2 separate regions of the Oryctolagus cuniculus genome follow, and region 2 is linked to region 1. A link is a contact called in public Hi-C data. All regions are on one chromosome and are shown on one strand. The core of a region is the stretch at or near the end of the contact, and the rest is flanking DNA. Distances in the headings are between cores, read along the strand shown.

Region 1 (4,064 bases), core at 22-2,521:
ATCTGGGGAGATTTCTAAACATTTATGGATTTATTACCAGGTTTAGTGCTATGGATTGGAAGTAAATTTCTTCCCTCTGAAACTCATGGGGAAAATTAATTCCAATTGCAAAATACTAAGAAGTGGCACTAGGGACCAGTGTTGTGGCATAGCAAGTAAAGCCACTACCTGCAATGCTGGCATCCCATATAGGTCTCTATTCCAGTCCTGGCTGCTTCACTTCCAATCCAGTTCCTTGCTATCAGCTCAAGTATTTGGGCCCATGCCATCTCCATGAGAGAACCAGAAGATGCTCCTGGCTCCTGGCTCCAGCCTGGCTCAAAACTGGCCCTTGCAGCCATCTCTGGAGTGTGCAAGCAAATGTAAGATCTCTGTCTCTCTGTCCCTCTCTGTCTCTCTGTAACTCTAACATTCAAATATATAAATAAACTTAAAAAAAAAGGAAGTGGGAACACATGGGACCTTATAAGTAGGGATAAGAATTGGATCACTTGATTCATATGGTAATGGATGCTCTCCAAGAGGTCTGCTATGAAAGCAGATTGGTCTTTCTTGCACTCCCTTTATTTGTCCACATGGTTCATGTGTCACCTCAAGATTCTGCCAACAAGAAGGACATCATCAAACGCTGCTCCTCAACCTTGAACCAGAGCCTTGAGCCAACAAATCATTTTATAGCCTGTGCAGTGTGTGGCATTCTGCTATTAGGGAAAAAGTACTCAGATCCACGTACTGAGAGGACCAGGTGGTGTACATGAACTCCGCTTCTTATATGTCACACCTAGGGATAGGAGACAGGACCCTGCAGGCCACAGCTCCTGCCCACATGAATGGCAGACACGCAGTCCGGATTCCCCTCACCACACAAACGGGCGAGGCCCGGGGCTGCAGGTGCGGGGCTTCCCAGAGAGTGTCCCCTGGCTGCGCTGAAGTCACTGCGTGCAGGCACACGCTGGAAGCCTGGGATGTACGACGTGCACAAATGCAGGACAAAGGGGAGACGGAGCACAAACTCACAGCGAGGACAGGTTTAGGAAAGCAAGCCGAGAGGAGCTCACTCCTGCGTGCGCGCAGGGCGAGCAGGCGGCAGAGAGCGAGTTCTCTCGCGGGCGGGACCCGCACGGTCAGGGCCGCGAGGGTCACGGGGGTTCGGCCGGCTGAGCGCGGTTGCGCAGGCCTTTGCGGGCGGGGGCTTTTCGAACTTGGCGGGCGATGGCTGAGCTGGTTCAGAAACAACGTACGAGGCTGGAAGTCCCGCGAGGCGGGACTCGGCTCTCAGCCACGTAAACAAGGAACCCAAAAGGTCCCAAGGCTGTGTCCAGGCAGGGAACTAAAACGGCCTGAGGCTCGTGTCCCCCCAGTTCCCACCCTGCGGGTAAACGGAGTTAGTCCCGCACACTCACAGTTTCCCGGCAGTCGCTGTTCCGGGAGGTCCCTGTGAGGAACGCCGTGGAGAAGCGGTCACGCAGCAGCCGACGCTGGGGCTCCTCCGCCTGTCCCGGCAGCAGACCGGGCAGCCAGTACGGGGACGCCAGGGAGGAAGTTCCCGCCTAGTCCTGCAGTGCTGCCGCGACACACCGCACGGGACAGTTCGCTCAGCCGCGCAGCACGCAGACCGCCAGAGACCGGCAGCCAATCAGGAGCCCCGTAGCAGGGACAGTTCGCTCCGCCGCGGAGGGACCGGCAGCCAATCAGGAACCCCGTAGCAGGGACAGTTCGCTCAGCCGCGCAGCACGCAGACCGCCGGAGACCGGCAGCCAATCAGGAGCCCCGTAGCAGGGACAGTTCGCTCAGCCGCGCAGCACGCAGACCGCCAGAGAATGGCAGCCAATCAGGAGCTCCGTAGCAGGGACAGTTCGCTCAGCCGCGCAGCACGCAGACCGCCAGAGACCGGCAGCCAATCAGGAGCCCCGTAGCAGGGACAGTTCGCTCCGCCGCGGAGCACGCAGACCGTCAGAGACCGGCAGCCAATCAGGAGCCCCGTAGCAGGGACAGTTCGCTCCGCCGCGGAGCACGCAGACCGTCAGAGAACGGCAGCCAATCAGGAGCCCCGTAGCAGGGAGGTGGTACCTCTTTTTGTTCGTGAAGAGAGGAGAGGCTTGGGCTCAGGGCTGAAGCTGCCTTCTCCTTCAGAGTACAGCTGCTCTGACAGCAGGGGGCGCTGTCCACCCTCTGACAGTGTCACCGTATGCGCTCATTCCTCAGGCGTCCAGGATCCTGTGGGATCATCTAATTTACTAAAAATTTACTGAACTTTATGCCTTTATATCTCCATAGTCCTCACTTATTTTTCTATCTGATCATTTGTAGTTTTTAAAAATATTTATTAAAAGACATAACAAAATAATTCGTTTATATAATGTCCCTTATAAATATTTTTCCTAGTCTATGTTTTGTCCTTTAAAATTGTTTTGTTTCTTGCTGGCACATAGCAACCTACTTGATGGAATATGTTGATCTTATAATCAATAATCTTCCTTAATTCTCATCGCTTTTTATATTAGCTACTAGATTATACTGGATTATCTCTGCATATAATAGTGTCATCTGATCTGGGAAACATGGGGTCCAATTTTAATCCAAATCCTTGGCTTTTACTTAAAAAGCATTTTTAGTACAGGGACATACATGCTGCCACACAGTGGTAAAGTTTATTCGAAAGGTAAGAAAGCCACTCCCCACCACACACACACACACACACACACACACACACACACACAGAGTGAGAGTAGGCCCAAGAGAGAAGGCATTGGGAAGGGAATTGGAGAGCGCACACTGCTTGGGACTTTCTCTCATCCTTGGCTCTGACAGGTGCTTGAACACCTCCCAGCACCTCCTTTATGCGGTAGTATGGTCACCTGGGAGATTTATGCACCTCCATAGAATTTGATGTGGAGCTTAATAGACATATTTACATGGAAATCAGTCCCCAAGTCCCAGATGAAGAAAGGCATCCTGGGAAAGGGGTGTTCTAACAGCTAGGATAGAATTACATGGGGACAAGGCCTTGTGGTTTGTGACCTCCAGGTTACCTAGCTACTTTATCCAATACCACATCCACACATATTTACAGTTTTGTTCCTTAGAATTTGGTCACACATTTTTTTTTTTCATGTTTAATTTCCCTAACTACTCATCCAGTACAATGGTGAAGAGAAATAGTGAGAGGAGACAACTTTGTCTAGGTCTGCCCCCAGGGAAAATGCTTTCACTGTTTTGTGTTAATTATGCTTTTTGTTCTAGGTTCTTTGTAGACAATCTTAGTAGCAATATGAAAGTATTGTTTACTTTTCTAACAGTTGCTTCTGTATGGATAAATGCTAAATTTTATTAAATGCTTTTAAACATTAAATCTAAATAGTCACATAACTTTATTCTTGTATTTTAACCCACCTGGATGACTCACATGATTTTTTTTGTACTGCATCATTTAGTACATCCTGCTTGTTAGTGATCTATTATCATTTTATATACAGTTTAAGTTAATAATACTGTCACCAAGAAAATGCCGTGGAAGCTGTGGGGTTATCTTCATGCAAGAAAGAATTCAGGCGTAAGACAGAGAGTGAAATGATAAGGCTTTATTGGGGATAGGGCATCAGTCAGAACGGAAGGGACAGATAGAGTGCCCAGTCACTTGGACTGGGGAAGAGCTGGGCTCCATGGTTGAATGGAGAGAATACACCTGGGCAGGCCAGGAAGGCAACTCAGCAAAAAGCAGAGGGCTGAGTGTGCAGTCTGTTTGTACTCCCTGGGTTTTTAAAACAGCCTGTTGACACACCTCCCCCTCTCCTCCAAGACAAAGGATGGGGACCTGGCAAAAGGGTTTGTTGGGTGAAAATTAGAAAATGCCTCCCTAGATCGTCTGGTGCAGGGCAGAGTAAAGACGCTTCACTTACAGGATCTGTGAAGGTTTTATTGGCCCATGTTATCAGGTCAGGTAACCCATTCAGTCCTGAGAGAGAACTCTCTTGGGAACTTTCCTTGGGGGAAGGGCTAGGACTATTATCAGGGTCTGAGCAGGACTTTGAAGTGCAAAATGCTGGGCTTCTGGAGCTTCTACA
Region 2 (4,296 bases), core at 1,325-3,824, 720 kb after region 1:
GACACAAATGCATGGTGCTTCAGATCATAGTTTCAGACCAGAGTCTCATGGCTGGGGGTGGGTGCTTTCTCAAGATGGAGTCTCAGATGCTCCAAAAGGGAGTCCCTACTGTCAAGGTGTTACTTCATTACCAGCTTATGTATCTCACACAAAATACTTCTCTCTTACACATTTTATAAAACCTGCAAGAAACCTATAGCCATGAGGACAGCCAGTTAGCCTGATGAGTCTAAGCATCCTGTTCTCAGCTTTCTCCAAGTCATATTAACAGGCAAACAACATGGTTGCTCAGAAAGTGGTCTTACAGTTGTTTCATGGGTGTGAAGCGGCTCTTTCCACCAGAAACACAAAAATGCTGATGGTCCATTCACAAGCACTGTGATAGGGAGGGCACTGGAGAAAAGGTCAAAAACAACACACTGGGGTTGAGAGGAGAAATGCTGTCACCCTAACACCCTCTATCCAGAAATCACTTTCTATGTTTACTTCCTAGATGACCTGATTATGCTAAATGAATTTCACAAACTAGCAATCTGGTGACAATGACATTCTATCAGGACACTGGAATCACTCAGTTATTCATGTGAAAACTGCATTACACTGAAACTCACTCAGCGATAGTTTTCAAGGTCACTTCTTCTACTCTACATCTCTCTGCGGGGAGAGGTGAACTTTTTTTCTTTCCCCTCTTCTTTTTGACCACTCCTCACGTTAACAACTTGTATAGATGCTTCCACAGACCACGATCTTTATGAAATTGTAGAACTAATATCGTCCTATGTCAAAAAAGTCATGAGTTAAACACAGAACCCAAAATAAGACAAGTAACTGGACTTCTTAATTAATTCAGTGTGGGGTCCAGCACTGTGGCAGAGTGAGTAAAGCTGCCACCTTCAGTGCTGGCATCCCATATGGGCTGTGCCAGGTGAATTTTTTTCAAAGGGAGGGGGGAGTTTCTTCTATGTCCCAGCTACCCCACTTCCAATCTAGCTCTCTGCTATGGGCTGGGAAAGCAGCAGACGATGGCCCAGGTCCTTGGGCCCTGCACCCAGTGGGAGACCCAGAAGTTGTTCCTGGCTCCTGGCTTCAGATCAGCCCAGCTCTGGCCATTGCAGGTATTTGGGGAATGAACCAGCAGATGGAAGACCTCTCCTTCTCTCTCTGCTTCTGCCCCTCTGTATCTCTGACTTTCAGATAAATAAATAAATCTTTTTTTTTTTTTTTTTAAAGTATGGACTATAAGATAATCAGCTTGGTGGAGCACAGGGTGACTAAAGAACTGAGCAGAGAAAGTGCCACTTTTCTGTATTTGTTTTTATAGTTCTCCACTTCATGCAAATCCAGACTGAAATAGCTTCTTCAGTTGTTGACCCACACAGTTCACTCTCACTTTGTAAAGGGGTCAGTGGCAGGCAATAACAGTTAACATCCTTCCTAACAGAAGAAGGAAGAAGGGCTGACGACAAAAATTGAAAAGCAGCCAATTAAATCATCAGCTAAGATTCTATGGCCTCAAACTCCAGACTGAAAAGTCTGTTAACTAAACACGAAAGAAGGATCAATCCGCAAAGTTACTGAACACCCTTCACGCTGTACCCTCTGGCGAAGAGCTCAGCAGGCAGGGCCACAGCTGCTGGGTGTGTCCATGGGAAATCCAACGGCCGGATAAGGTGCAGAATGGGGGCCATGGAGCAGCTCCTATTCTGCCCTCCTTCCCACCCCTGCTGCCTCCCGCACTCCTCTGAAGGCTGCTGAGCCCCGCCCCGCAGAAGCAGCAGCCAGAAGGCATTCTGTGACCCACCGGAAGTGGGAGCCGAGCTTATTTAAATAGAGTGAACTGGCAGCCTCACTGCTAACCCCCTACCCCCCCACCCCGTGCTCGTATCTGCCTTGCTTGTGCAGTTGCCCTGACCGGTGCTCTTGGTTTTGTAACCACCAAATAAAGCACATTAAGGAAAATTTGAGCAAGGTAACACGCGGACCGGCTGGGCACTGGGAAGCTGGGCAGTGGCGGTGGGAAACACGAGAGCCAAGGTCCCAGCCCTGACCATGCCTTGGGAAGCCACCAGGATCACTGAGAAGTAAGTGAGCCACGTGGCGGAGCCGCCACCCGCCCTCTCGCCCACCCCTCTCCCACACACACATCTGTGCCCCCTTCTGTTCTCCATACTTGCCGTGGAAAGTCCTGGGAGCACGTCCCCCTTCTTCAGGGAACAAAGCGGAGAGTGTGGAGCAGAAAAAGTCCCCAGCATGTGGGACCCACAGGCGGCAGATGAAGAGGCACAGAAGCAGCGGGTGGCGGCTCAGGGTGTTTCCGCAGACTTCCTGGGATTGTACGGGCAGAGCAAGAAACGCAGTGAATGCGGCAGAAGGAGCAGCGTGGCCTCTCTGGCTAACTCCGATCCGCGAATGAACTTCCTGTTCTCAACTCCGCACCAGAGGGAAGGCACTGGCAAGCACGTACTCCCACGTCCACACGCACAGGCATTTAGAACGCAGAATACGTCAGAGCACCTGGTGACTCTGGGAAATGGAGTCCAGGCCGCGCATTTCTAGAGACCAGAAGGCGATCCCCAAGGGCTTCAGTGTGGGGTGGATGGAGAAATACTGGCCAGCAGAGGGCATTCGCTTCTGTTCACATCCATCCTTTTCTTTCCCACTCCAAAATCTCAAGGATCAGTTGGTGTTCTTTCCTGAATAAAATCTTAAAGCATGGCACTCACTTCTGTAACTGATCCCAAATCCTGGCTCCTTCATAACCTCTGTCTTCTTCCAGAAAAATCTTACTTGTTGCATTGTTCCTGGAAACTTCTCTCAAAAAATTATTATGAAAGCAATATACCTTTTAGCAGAGGTGTAGAGGGTATAGCTTAACATGCAGATTTGATAATACAATTTTTATTTGTGTTTTATTGATGTTTATAATTCTCAAATTATTTTACACCATCTTTTAATTCCTCAAGCATAGAAACAAAGAAGGGAACTGGATACAGAACTAACATTGCTAAGTATCTTCTAGGAGCAAGATTAAGGAACTAAATGCCTTACCTCATAGCATTTATACCTTAGATTAATTCTGGGGACAGTATAATCAGAAGTTCACAAAGGGGAAACTGAGGTGCAAAGAGTTTAGAATTTGCCCACGGCAGTACCATTAAAAGGTCTAGGTTAAAGGCTAACTAAAATATAATACTGGTCTAAGAAATTTTTTTGTCTTGGGGCTCAGTTTCTAAAACCCCAGATTTGTCATCTGAGGAAAAAAAGTGAGAGTGAGGGAGGCTGGTGCAGTGGTGAAGCAAGTAAAGCTGCCTCCTGCAGTGCTGGCATCCCATGTGGGCGCTGCTTTGAGTGCCAGCTGCTCCACTTCGGACCCAGCTCTCTACTATGGTCTGGGAAAGTAGTAGAAGATGGCCCAAGTCCTTGGCTCCCTGCACCCATGTGGGAGACCTGGAAGAAGCTCCTGGCTCCTGGCTCCAGATGGGCACAGCTTGAGCCATTACAGCCAGTTGGGGAGAGAACCAGCAGATGAAAGACCTCTCTCTCTCTCTCTCTCTCTCTCCCTCTCCCTCTCCTTCTCTCTGTGTAACTCTTACTTTCAAATAAATAAATAAATCTTTAAAAAAAATGAGAGAGAGCAAGAGTACCTACAACAATAATCTACACTGTAGAGAACAACATAGGATTATAACTTGTTTAAAAACAAAGGCAATTCAAAGTTGCTATTATTCCAAGGTCATTTTCATTTTTTCTTATGTTTAATATCAAGATAGCATACATATATATTATGCAATCTTAGATATATGTATGATTTTTTAAAATTTTTAAGTAGAAATGCAAATGGATAAATGGATAACATGGAGTTCTATGTTTATGATTGCGTCTGTCAATTATAGTTCATGGGATTAGAGTTGTTGCTGGATTAGGAATGCTTAAATCTTTATCCATTGACTTCACACTAGTCTTTACTATGTCAGGCAACATTTTTTGGGTAGATTGCTCTTTCTTGCCAAATTGAAAATTTCATGGGGCCAAGAAACACGTTTGCCTTGAAATTAACTCAGCATCTGGACAGAGTAAGTCTCTTAGTTCAATGAATAAGTGAGGATATAGAAACAAGCAAATAAGAGTTGTAACTCCCAAGAACTGCCTAGTAGAGGAGACAAGTAAATAGAAACCTACTTGAAGACTGTCACAATTAGGGTTGAAGTGTATAAACAGGAACCATCCAGGCCAACAGGTCAAATGTTCACTCTTGCCATGTAAGGCATTCCATTCATTTATTTAATAAGCATTTAT

Evidence for each region. Hi-C and Micro-C count contacts between places; a contact is called where the count stands out from the background.
Region 2: a contact with region 1 is called in a Hi-C map of psoas muscle, with 8 times the contacts expected there. The contact joins the promoter of LOC127484098 here to the enhancer-like site in region 1. A contact is called at or near these places in 2 of 6 Hi-C or Micro-C datasets (psoas muscle and an unstated tissue).

The regions. Positions count from the first base shown.
Region 1 is chr15:86,584,995-86,589,058 of mOryCun1.1, forward strand. It overlaps the pseudogene LOC100337920. Among named protein-coding and RNA genes, the nearest start is that of ORYCUNV1R1512, 260 kb to the left of the region's middle. Within about 2 kb of position 1,272, at least 8 of the 8 cell types and tissues checked have an H3K27ac peak or open chromatin away from gene starts, as enhancers often do.
Region 2 is chr15:87,303,497-87,307,792 of mOryCun1.1, forward strand. It overlaps LOC127484098 (zinc finger protein 157-like), which reads right to left and starts at 2,575. Exons shown (of 5, transcript XM_051823132.2): 1 at 2,175-2,575. The coding sequence starts at 2,252.